2 separate regions of the Drosophila melanogaster genome follow, and region 2 is linked to region 1. A link is a contact called in public Hi-C data. All regions are on one chromosome and are shown on one strand. The core of a region is the stretch at or near the end of the contact, and the rest is flanking DNA. Distances in the headings are between cores, read along the strand shown. Region 1 holds the start of CG17110. Region 2 holds the start of unk (unkempt).

The links. A called contact is a pair of places that touch in the nucleus more often than the background predicts.
Region 2: a contact with region 1 is called in a Hi-C map of the Kc167 cell line, with 2.4 times the contacts expected there. The contact joins the promoter of unk here to the promoter of CG17110 in region 1. A contact is called at or near these places in 10 of 107 Hi-C or Micro-C datasets (the Kc167 cell line, the ML-DmBG3-c2 cell line, the OSC cell line and 4 more).

The regions. Positions count from the first base shown.
Region 1 is chr3R:23,087,917-23,094,132 of dm6, forward strand. CG17110 reads left to right here and starts at 3,808. Exons shown (of 9, transcript NM_001300550.1): 1 at 3,808-3,840; 2 at 3,947-4,045; 3 at 4,140-4,631; 4 at 4,685-5,102; 5 at 5,166-5,517; 6 at 5,585-5,859; 7 at 5,914-6,216. The coding sequence starts at 5,763. All of the region lies in intron 1 of Cow (Carrier of Wingless), which reads right to left. It overlaps CG6726, which reads left to right and starts at 3,808. Exons shown (of 9, transcript NM_001300549.1): 1 at 3,808-3,840; 2 at 3,947-4,045; 3 at 4,140-4,631; 4 at 4,685-5,102; 5 at 5,166-5,517; 6 at 5,585-5,859; 7 at 5,914-6,216. The coding sequence starts at 3,955. The coding sequence ends at 5,370.
Region 2 is chr3R:23,155,523-23,161,738 of dm6, forward strand. unk (unkempt) reads right to left here and starts at 2,340. Exons shown (of 7, transcript NM_001275931.1): 1 at 2,257-2,340; 2 at 1,979-2,188; 3 at 552-971; 4 at 287-489. The coding sequence starts at 2,321. VhaAC39-2 (Vacuolar H[+] ATPase AC39 subunit 2) reads right to left here and starts at 3,794. Exons shown (of 2, transcript NM_142871.1): 1 at 3,032-3,794; 2 at 2,495-2,964. The coding sequence starts at 3,717. The coding sequence ends at 2,598. It overlaps CG13829, which reads right to left and starts at 5,816. Exons shown (of 2, transcript NM_142872.3): 1 at 5,686-5,816; 2 at 4,955-5,633. The coding sequence starts at 5,796. The coding sequence ends at 5,109.

The DNA of each region.
Region 1 (6,216 bases), core at 2,558-5,057:
TAAAAATCCTTTAGCTTTGGCACGGAAAAGCTGGCAAAATGGCACTGCAATTCATTGCCACACATCACGACCAGCTGTCCGCCTTTCGAGGAGAAAGTGCAAAAGCGGGAGTGGCAGACAAGAAATTGTCAACCCATCCAACCCAACCCACTGCACCCCACCTAATCATCCACAGCCAGCAGCAACTTGCTTGCCAAGCACACAGAGACCCCGAATGAAGTAGCGGAAAATGAAGTTTTTCCGAGTTACATCGGCAACTCCCAGACAGAGCAAACAAAAACTTAGCAAATTGCAATTCATCGCTCACGCAAAAGGGGCTAAACTGTGGTGGTGGTGCTGTTCGCAGTTGCGCGCTCTTAATAGAAAATAAAAGCAAGGCAAAAATCATGTTTTATTTTCCGCTTTACCCGCCCGACATTCCCATTCCCATTCCCATTGCCATTCCCTTTCCCATTTTCATTACAAGCCATTCAGACGGCGCACCCTGGATTTTCCTGGCAGCCATTACAGCCCAGCAAAATGGCGGCGGCACCCGGAAGTTGGCTGTTGCTGCTGCCCTCTCTTTCTATCCGCTGCGTGTGCCCTCTCACTCCCACTACCATGCCCACTTTCTTATCCTGTCGAACTGCGTTGATGAGAAATGACAGGCAATAACGCCGTTAGCCGTGCTCCATCTGCATTTATCATAACTTTTGTGTGTTCTTTGCTTTGATGGCGCTGCTGTGGCTCGCGGTTATTGTTGCTGTTTGTGTTGTTGTTCGTGTCGTTGGGTTTTGTAATCTCTGTTCCCTGTAATTGCCCAGTGCTCTGCCTGTTGCCTCCTTATCAGTCTTAGCACGCTTTGCGCTTCGTATTCATAGAGATTCAGCACTTCGCGGCGGCTTCAGCGCTCGTAAGTATGCAATGATTTCTGGCTCGGCTGTTTTCTTTTCCACTAGTTAGACTGCATTTTCAACAAGGAACAGTACTTTGAGCCATAAATAATGCTCAATCTGGTCTCTTAGACTTTAATGGCATATGGCTGAGTTACTTGCCACTTGACTTATTATGACTTATTATGCCCTTTAGATTATATATCTTTTTATTCCCACAAAATGTATAAAACAGAAGTTAAAGGAAGTTATTATAATTTAATATTTGTATGCTCCCATTATATAACCATTAATTTTAAGTAAGCATAGTAGTTTACTGCTCCTTAATATGGCCAAATCAAAAAAAATGAAATATTTACTCGAGTAGTTTCTCAGCATATTGAATATGCTTGTAATCTCCACCTGGGCCACACTTTCTATGCTCGAACTATACTGAGTCCCATTTGATAGTAGTGGAGCTGTGTAGTTCAGTACCAATTTTGAATGTAATGTAATTTATGCAGCAGCAAAGCCGATTATTTGCACCGGTCCAAAATGCATCCGAACAAAATTGTAATGTTATACACCCACAAACGAAGGGCTAAATAAATATTTGATTTGCTTTATTGCATCTGGCTATTGGTAGCTGCATAATTGAACGACGAATGCGATTAATTGGCAAAGCAAACAGCATTCGAGGCCATTGAATTATGGGAATTGCGAATGCTAGGCTTAACAATCAAAATTAAAGCCGGGGGATTTTTAATGCGAGTACGTGTAATAATTATCCTTAACGAAGCGATAAATGTCGATCAATTAAATTATGACTGCTAATTAAGTAAGCACACAATTTTTACCGACGCACTTGCATTTGCATTTTCAGCAGCTCTATGAATGTGCATCCAATTTGCAGACCGAGTGGTCCACAATTTTGATGACATTCGCACAAGTTGTGAATAAAAACCGTTTCGAGTGCTTTCGCCTTGTGCAGGCAGTAAGCAGCACGCATACGCACTGTTGGCCAGCACTTTTTGTATATCGATGTCGACTGTGAGTGCAGTTTGCTAAAGTGCTTGCCAAGAGCTGAGCTCCTTTTTTTCGTTCCACCTAATGCCTGACACACACACACACAAATTGAAGCTCTCCAGGCGATGCAAACGCATGCCCTCCGGATTGTCCTTGAGCTGTCAGTCCGCCAGCAACCCAATTCCCATTCCATATTTCCATACTACCGAAACTTTGCCATGGGCTCTGAAAAAAGCTCGAACAAAAGGAAATGTACGCTCTGGGCCGAGGGATATGGTAAATGGTAAATGGCAGAGGAGGATTATATCAGTTCTCTCGCTTTTATTTTTTTTTTTTGCTTTTTTTGGCCAGGTAATGCGCCCATAACGGATTAGGCGATATCCTCGGGGTTCCATCTCTGCAGTTCTGCAGGTTTTGGGTGCTCAACGCAAACAGTTTCCGGCGTTGCCCGGATAATTGTTACAATATACAAAATTTTCATTTAGTTTATTTGCCCAGCGACAACATGTCAGCTCAGCAGCAACATCAGCAAACAACAAACAGGCGCGCCCCCAAGTCACCACCATGGGCGAAAAGTGAATAATTTGGCATCAGATAAGTAGATTCGTGTTTTACTCGACTAAGAATGAACTACTTTAGCCTCTGTACAGACTTATAGACTCTATTCTAGGGACATTACATTCGAATTATGCCAAAAACTTGCCATTTTGGCCCATTGTGCAGCTGAACGAGTGTTTGTGCGCAGGAAACTTGTGTATTTATTTGACTTATGTGACGCTGTAAATGGGGAGAGTACGAGTTTGTACGAATGTGGGGCTTGGATGTTATTTAAAATGCAGACATGTGTAGCCTGTAGTTGCTGCTATTGCTGCTGGTGCGCCATTAAAATCCCAGCAACATTGTTAATGAACTTTTAATGACTTTTTGTGAGTACACACACTAAAACAATATCAACTTTGGCCTAGCAGGGTGTGTATGCGACACAAATCAGAGGGCTTTGGTTTTGTGTATTTTTTTTGGCCCAACCACCTTTTTTTCTGTATGGGAACAAGCGTGAAATCTAAATGCGAAACTAACTTTTGACACACTACTGGGACAACAGACGCAGTGCAGCAAAGTCGGCAAGTGCAGCAGGAACACTATTAATATGCGAAATTTGAATTGGATTCGAGTGGCTGAAAGGCCCGAGGAGGGGCAACTTGTTTACCCGGAAGCCCACTGGGCGTGTGGTGCGAACGTGTGCAGTGCATCTTGATTAACAAATCAACTGGAATTGGAATGCGATTGCATGCGATTCATCAGTAATCGGAAATCTTGGCTGCGGGCCAAATGGGGTCACCATCAATCCAGCAATCCTGCAGTCCTGTTACCCCCAAAGCAATGCGAAGCACCTTCGCCTCCATTTAAGGCAAATAAATCCATCAGCCAGGGGGAATCCCAAGTAAATGAGCCTTAAAGTGGGTTCATATGTACCGGAAAGTGATGGAAGAATGTTCACCAATACATGGAGTGGAATCCCTACCAATTGGGATGGTACAGAAATAGAGTTCCACTCCTTGTGCTATGAGCTGCAAAATTCAGTTTAATTTATAAATAATGCAGTACAAGATAGAAATTACTATTAGGGGATGTCTCTTTTGTAATCAATTGAATTTTTGAGTGCTGGATATTAAATTCATCAAATTAGTTTCTCATATAGAAATGGGAAGACACGAATATTATTAATGACGGAAGCAATTGTTAACTGCAAGTCATTTGTACTGAAAAGTAGATTAGCCATCTAAAAAGTAAACAAATGCGTAAGATAAAACAGTTTATAGGCAGCACCGTATGATAAGAAATTAGGTTTAGTTCCTTCTCGGATTTATTATCATGCCCTCTCTTTCGCTCGCTTATCGCTGATATTTAAACGCGCGCTTCTCTCCACGATCGCACAGTCGTCGTCGAGCCAGTGTTGCGAAAGGTGTGTTGTGTGTCTGCTCTCCGCTGTGGTGAAGTGTCGATCAGCTGATTTCAGCAAACAATTTAATTGATTTGTTATCAGCCGGCTAATTATTTACATTTTATAGAGTGCAAAATGAGTACAGCCAAGTGGGAGAACAACGAGGAGATTAAGATCTTTCGCGAATATCTTCGCATACCAACGGTGCATCCAAATGTGGATTACAGTGAGTTCCAATGGGCATGTATATCTTTATGAGGCTGCGATAAGAGTACCCTGATCTTTATGACCTTGCCATAAAATGTGTCTGCTATTTATAGCCGTTTGCACGGAATTCTTGAAACGCCAGGCTGCCAGCTTGGACCTGCCCGTGGAGGTTATCTATCCGGTGAACGAGCAGAATCCCGTGGTGGTGCTAAAATGGCAGGGTTCCCAGCCGGAACTGCCCTCCATCATTCTCAATTCGCACACGGATGTAGTGCCCGTTTTTGAGGAGAAGTGGACACACGGTCCATTCAGCGCGGATCTAGATGCAGAGGGTCGCATCTTTGCGCGCGGATCGCAGGACATGAAGTGCGTGGGCACCCAATATCTGGGAGCTGTGCGTGCCCTCAAGGCCAGTGGCTATCAACCCAAGAGGACGATCTATCTCACTTATGTTCCGGACGAGGAGGTTGGCGGCCACCTGGGCATGCGGGAGCTGGTAAAGAGCGACTACTTCAAGAAGCTCAATGTGGGATTCAGTTTCGACGAGGGAATCTCTAGTGCGGATGAAACCTACGCTCTGTACTACGCTGAACGGACTCTTTGGCGTGAGTAGGATTGACTCATACAAACAATTTAAGCTAGCCATGTTTTCCTGCAGATCTTCGTTTCAAGATCAGCGGAACTGCTGGTCACGGATCACTGTTGCTCCCGAATACTGCTGGCGAGAAGCTGAACTATGTGGTAGGCAAAATGATGGAGTTCCGCAAATCGCAAGTGCAAAAACTAGCTGACGACTCATCCCTCGAAATTGGTGATGTGACCACTGTGAATCTCACCCAACTGAGGGGCGGAGTCCAGAGCAACGTGGTTCCCCCATTGCTGGAAGCTGTATTTGATATCCGCATTGCCGTCACCGTGGATATCCCTGCCTTTGAGAAGCAGATTCGCGACTGGTGCGAGGAGGCTGGCGGCGGCATTGAACTGGAGTTTGAGATGAAAAACCCCTTTGTGGAGCCAACAAAGATTGACTCGTCGAATGCCTACTGGCTGGCCTTTAAGAAAGCACTCGATGACCTGTAAGGATGAGAAGCTCTGACAAAAGGCATGGCTCTGATATCCTTTCTCCTTGTTTCTTTCAGTGGCCTCAAGACACGGGTTCGTGTTTTCCCCGGCGCCACGGACAGTCGTTATATTCGCTACGCAGGCATTCCAGCTCTAGGATTCTCGCCCATTAACAACACCCCCATCCTGCTGCACGACCACGATGAATTCCTGAAAGCCGATACCTATTTGCACGGCATTGAGGTTTACAAGAAGCTCATTCCTGCCGTAGCTGATGCTTAGCGAACTCAATTCAATTATGAAATAATGCATTTAATGCTTACTTGTCGATGTTTATTGTAATAACTTTAAACAAGCAGGCTTATAAAAACCCATTTAAATAAACAATGTATGAATAAATAAGCCAGTCCATAGTCCATACCATTAATGGTGAGCAAAAAAAGGAAATTTAAATGAAAATGAATAAGTTTATGGTTTACTATTATGGCTTTGCTAGATAACATTAAGCTCTTAGCGCAAAGATGAAAATCCGCAAATTGTGGGCTCTTCTAATCAAGTAGCTTAAAGTCAACAACTGATAATGCCATTAAGTCAATCCACACTCAGACTTCAAACCAAACAGCACGGTGGATTACAAGTCAGTTCCTTTAGAACCACGGGGCATTCAACTCAAAATGTGCACTTGCACGGAACAATGGAAGAACGACGAGGAAATAATCATTTTCCAGGAGTATTTGCGCATTCCCTCGGTGCATCCAGACGTGGACTACAGTAAGGATTTGTTTTTCCGCTCCTTGGATTTTGTTATCCCTATTTCCCTTGCAGCTGCATGCGTGGAGTTCCTAAAACGCCAGGCTAACAAACTTAATCTCCGCGTGGACGTGGTGTATCCTGTTGTGCCTTCGAAACCGGTGGTGATTATGAAGTGGCTGGGCAAGCATCCCGAGCTGAAATCCATTATATTGAACTCACACATGGACGTGGTGCCCGTGTTTCCCGAAAAGTGGACCCATGAGCCGTTTGGTGCCCACATAGACGCCCAAGGCCGGATTTATGCACGCGGTGCCCAGGACATGAAGTCCGTGGGATGTCAGTACATGGCTGCGGTCCGTGCACTCAAAGCCAGTG
Region 2 (6,216 bases), core at 1,090-3,589, 66 kb after region 1:
CCCGCGTCTTCTCGTCAATTGAACATGCTTTATTTGGATTGGGAGTAGTTACATGGACAAGCAACACCGAGCGGCAAAGCAAACATTGATTGATGTACGTGTTTTCAAAGGATTTGAGTGATAGTTGGAAACAGATTTGCGGTTTGATGGATGAGGCGAGTAAAAGACAAACATTAAGTTAGAACTGTAATATCATAACTTGGCCCTAAACACATCCCTACAACAACTGGTTGTGGAGCACAACGCTGAGTCCTATATATTAGCTCATCGAATCCTCTATACTTACGTTCCACATGGGCAAAGGCGCAGAAGACGCTGCGCGGACAGTATCCGGCCTGCTGGACATCGTTGCACTTGGTCGACTTGTAGATCTCCGGGTGGAACTGCTGCTCGGTGCGTGTGTGGCAGTACTGGCAGTTATCGCCGGCCTCGCAGTTGCCCGGTTCTCCCCATTCCTCGCCGTGCTTGACATTGGGGCAAGGAGTGGACCTAAAACAATGGTATATCGCGGTTTAAAACTGACTTTAGGATGAATTCAGGGGAAATCTTACCTGTACTTGTATTTTCTGGGCGAGCGACGTTTGTCCTTGCTATTGTGGTACTGTGGACAAGCGTATCCTTGGCGGCACAGGCGCGGTGGGCGCTTGCAGGGCTCTGTCTTGTAATTGGCCAGCACGTAGTTGGTGTCCTGCCACTTGGGATCCTCGTTCATCAAATTGCGCTCCTTGTCCAGGGCATTCAAAGCATTAGTGCTGTCCAGTGTGCTCTCTGCGTTCTGCAGGGTCTCCAGCTCTTTGATGTCATAAACCGGTGGGCGCTGGTCCTGCATGCCGTGGGCGAAGGCGCAGTGTAGTCCATTCTTGACGCAGTATCCTCGGCTGTCGGTGTCGTGGACGCACATGCATGTCTTGTAGTAGCGCAGATGGTATCGCCTTTCGGTGTCGCCAGCAGTGCGGTGTAAGTAGGGGCATCTAAATGGGGAGAAAGGGAGTTTTAGTGACGTCAAAGCAGGCGACGAGGCTAAGTGAATGGACTGTATGATACCCATTAATTAAAAAGAACCGTAACAAAAAACAACAAAGTTGTACATTTACAGCAAAATCATCATTTTAATACATGTTTGAGGGTATTTCTTTAATAAGTAAAAGAAATTTCTCTTTCAAAACTAAAACCGCTTTCTTTCCACCTTCGTACCCTGTAAGGAGACTACAACGATAAATGGATAGAATGGAGGTCGGGGTCAGAGGTTGGACCTCGAGTCTGGGTCATAAAAACAGACATTGTTGTTGTCTCTCGCAAAGCGTAATTGCGTTTTACTTTTAGCCCGTTCTTACACTTCACAGAGCTTTTCTCCAAAGCTCGCCAGCCACAATAACTGTACATTTCGAAGCTGCCGGGGGAAAATCAAAATAAACGAAGAAGAAAACACGCAAAAGCGAAACGCAATAAAAACAATGACGCACACACTTGTAGCGATGCCCTACGTCTGTGCGTGTGTTTGTTTGTGCGTACCTGTGTGTATGCGAGCGTCTGTGCATGTATACATGCGACAAGAGAGCAACAACCACCACAAAACGGATGCTGATAAGAATTTGCTAGCCCACTAGAGCTGGAATCACTTTCACTTTTGCACGGTGGTGACCTCGCCTGCACACACATACACATGCACAGAGATACAGCAAGCAGCACGCCCACATACGCACTTACAATTTCACTTTTGGCTTTCCAGACAACGCCAGGCCCCTGCCACCGCCCCCACCACACCCCCCTGCACACAAACACACTATGGTTTTTGTTTGTAAACACGAAGACAAGAGATACACACACATCGCGAAGGAAGGAGAGCGCAAAGAGGAAACAAAAAAAATACAACGTCGTTCGCTATTGCTGTCTCATCCATCCTCCGCCACTGCAATCGTCCCGTCCAGCGTTTTCACGGGCCATCAGAAACTATGAATTTCACAACATTTCTACTCACTCGTCGCCCTCGGGACAAATCCCAGTGGTCTCGTCGTATTTGGTGCAATAGTTATCCGCACTGTAGTTGAAGGTGCCATCGCGTTTTCGCACTGGACGACGCCGACGCTGGTTTTGAAAATGCCAATTGAAACAGACGAAGGGGCGATGCTGGTTGCACTTGTGCTGTAAAAACGACTGGCACTGCTCCACGCGGAACTCCTTCAGGTAGCTGAAACGGTTGGCGGAAAGGTTGCACGTCAAATTAACCATCGTTTGCATTAGTTAGCATCTATTTACGTGTAGTGATTTGGTTTTTCCTGCTGCGAGGAAAGCAGCAGCTTGTTCGTTTCATTTGCCAACATCGTTGTTAGTGATGTGCAAAAAACATCGGTGCGTCGGGCATCCATGGCCTTAAGTCGATTGATATCGATAATTTTTGTCGGCATCGTCCATATCGATTGGTTAGCAAATACACACACCCCAGTTGATGGGTGGTTAGCCGGGACGCAAACGAAACAAATTTGGCGCCAAAATTAATGCGAAATTGTTATGCATGTGTTTTATTTATAACAACGCCTATATATTATAACACACATTTCAAAGGGAAAACATTTCGAAGAAGGAAAGCAAAAGCGTTTCTAGTCCAAGGGTATGGGAATGAAGGCGTTGATTCTGTCCGTCTGTCGCTGCGCTATGCATTCGCTAATCCAGACGATATTGCGTACCTCCAACTGTTTAAGTTTAATGAACGAGTAGAAGATCCCGAAATGGTACTGCTGCAGGAAGGTCTGCACATTCTTCTTGGCCTCCATCATGAGAAAGCGGTCCTCCAGCGTAATCATGCCGTCCGAGTCGCGCTCCAAATTGTCAAACATTTTGCCATAGCCATCGAACACATTGCAAACATCCCTTATTTTATCCGTATCATTTAAAGTGGACATGGAGGCCAAGGCTATTTTGGGCAGGTAGCCACAGGTGGGGAACATCTTTAGACGCTCCTTCGGTCTGAGTGTTGGAAGGTGGGCATTATGAGTATAATATGAAGAATTTCATAGCAACACAGATATCTTACATGATATCACTGCCAATAGCGTTCACAGCTATTGTAATGGTCCGACGATCCGCCTCGAAGGACAATAGATTGGTCATCACGTTGGCGGTATTGCCGCCCAGTTGGCTGCAATAGGCGTAGAATTTCTCCAAATAAGCACGATACAGATGGGCACGCACAATCTCCACGTCGAGGTAACGCAACGACTCCATGGGCAAATCGCGTGGCACAAACCGAGCGATGGGCGTGTCAATTAGAACGGCGTCGAAGAGCTCCGCAGAATTCGAGGCCACTTCGATGGCGCCCAGTTGATCGAATTCGCCCAGCGGATGACACATTCTTAGCAGACGCTTCATGGATCGGTGATTGTTTAGGCCAGCGACCAGAAGCGCCACATTATCGATCATGAACGGATATCGTATGAACTCCATAAAGGTGGTCAGCGGCTCCGTCGAATGACTGCGTATGTAGTAGTATTGCTGCAGCAGACGATCCCTAAGGCATCTTTCGATCACCTCAACGGACGGCGCTGATTGTTCGCCACCAAAGATGAGACCGTAATCCGTGCCCTGGATGCTGATCATTACGTCCTCGAGGGATTCACACTGGGTCAGATTTAGATAGTCCGAGTGCTTTAGCATGCCGTTCTTGAATCCGCGCGTTAGGGCCTCCAGGTAGCCATACTCCGTGTTGAATATCATCGACATTTTGACTTATTATTATTTTCGAGCTATCTATTAGTAGGAATTCACACGCCAGGCAACTTTTAAGTGAAAGCAGAAATTGATAGATGGAACATGCGGTGATAGGTATTTCTCGGATGAACTGATTCTGATATAAATACTAAGGATTCTAGATGCTAAAATAATATTTATTAAGCTACAAATATATTTATATATAATATTTAAATATTCGGTGGCGGTATCTACCGATGCACGCTAGATGGCGCTACCGATGGTGCAAGGCTGCCATTCGTTTATCCTTTTTGACAATATGGCAGCGCTCTAACGGTTTTTTAAATTTTAACTTTAAATTTGAAAAGATATTATTTGTTTGGTTTGTTCGTTTTAAAGTGCATCCAACTAGATTATTTTAGTTATAAGAAAATGCACCTAGTTAAAGCTTGCTATTTGAATTTCAGATAGCTATTTATCGGCCCATTCTAACGCAATTTCCGCACATGCGCCTGGAGGATGCTGTACGGAAATTACCTGTTGCTCTGGGCCATTTGTTTACTTGCTGCCAACTCTGTTTGTTTACTCAGTCAACTAGCTGCGCTCGGGCCAATAGCATACTAACTGCAAGTTGTTACACGTTCATTCAACTAGAACAAATAAACATGTGAATTTCTCGCCCGGCCTTTGTTTTTGATATTTCTTTGCCTTGTTAGTGTCGCCGCGTGTGCATCGCATAAATGTGGCAATAAAACGACATTTATTATTGCTACCGAAGCATTTAATTGCCCATCACAAGAGGGTGTCACCTTCTCACGTTGCATTAACATCAAAATGAACTAATTCCTACTGGCAGATGAAAAATGGAACTGTCACCAAAGAAATTCTGCCTTCTGGAGTTGTGAATGTGCTCAAAAAAAAAAAAAAAATGGTAAGTATTGTACTTAAATCACGAGTTTCACCTGTTGCCTTTCCATGTCGTCAAAGACTTTAAAGATATTTAGACAAAGTCATGGCAGCTGACAAAAATCGGTCGATATGGGCAATAAATAAGATCACGTTGTGCAGTTTAAAGTTGGCATTGGCCATGTCACTACCGTAAACTTTCCATGCGGAAAAAACTTAGGCTGCATTCGTTCTTTGTCCCACAAACACAAATCCCTGGACATGTGGCCGTCAAGAAGTCCCAATCGCGGGATGGACAAGTGACGGCTGAAATGCGCTTCCAACTCATATTGCTTTCAACCAAAACAGAAATCATCGCGTGGGTAGCATTTTTTCGCATTGGCGAATACGAATACAATTTTCACGAAAAATATGTCAGCCACATGATGAAAGCAGGAAGTGTTCAAGATATATACAGAAGAAAGTATTGTGATGTATTGGCATATCAAAGATAGTCGAAAGGTGGAGATACAATTATTTTACAGAGATATTTTGGCGCTTTTGGCCGTCACACTCTTTGCATAGATGGCTCGGTAGATGTAAAAGCCAACTGCTGCATGAACTGCAACTACGGTGCAAATGGTCGAAATAATATCGGCATTGATATGGGCATAGCTCTTGAGCACCACAAATTTCAGGGCAAAAAAGGTGGCTATGGGAAAGCCAATTATTAGGGAACAGTAGGACATCAGCAGCAGGACAATGAACACGGATCCATGAATTTGGGTGTTTGGTGGCATCAGAACTTCCCACTCCAGCTTCTCCATGCTCGAAATCTCTTGAAGGAAGATCAGGCGCAGGATATAGCCCGTGACCAGGACATGCATCACAATTACCGTGGCTACGCCGGATCCAATGCCCACATTGTCATCGCTGTTTCCGTAGAGCGGCTCCATAATCAAGAACTTGAAGATGACGAAGATCACCACGGGAAACAGAAGGAAGACGGTCAGAAAGAGCAGCAGTCGCTGCATTCGTTCGACGAGATATTCGGCTCGCCTTTTCTGGAAGGGAATTTAGCGGACTTGGATACCGAAAGGATTTTGATTAGCTTACCTTGACATTGGAAACAAGTTCAGCATTGTTCAGATCCGCTGTGGAGCAGGGAGCGAGGGAATGGCTAACCACCTTTCCACTGGGATAAATCTTGCGCAGCTTGGCAATCATTTTGTCTATATTATATTTAACTTAGGATATGCAACTCAATGCCTACTTAAATTATTGTCTACGATTCTCAGATAGTCGTCTAATAATAGCACACATATTTTAGTTCAATAAACTTAAATCATTTTATTAGCAAATAAATATGATGCCCATAAAACTTGGCATACAAAAACAAGCCCAAGTCATTTTGGGCAATTAAGAGATCAGCAAACATAAAATTTTTTGCTGAACATAAAGATTGCCACCATGCGAGGCAGAAATATCTGGTCGCATGACTGGGGCGACATGACTATATAGTAATTAAACTTAACCTAATCACACCAGTAGCCAGTAGCCAGAAAAAGAACTTCGTCAGATTAGATATGTGTAATTAGCCAGACGGTGGAATTCGGGTAGAGCTATCTTGACCGATAAAGCCCTCCA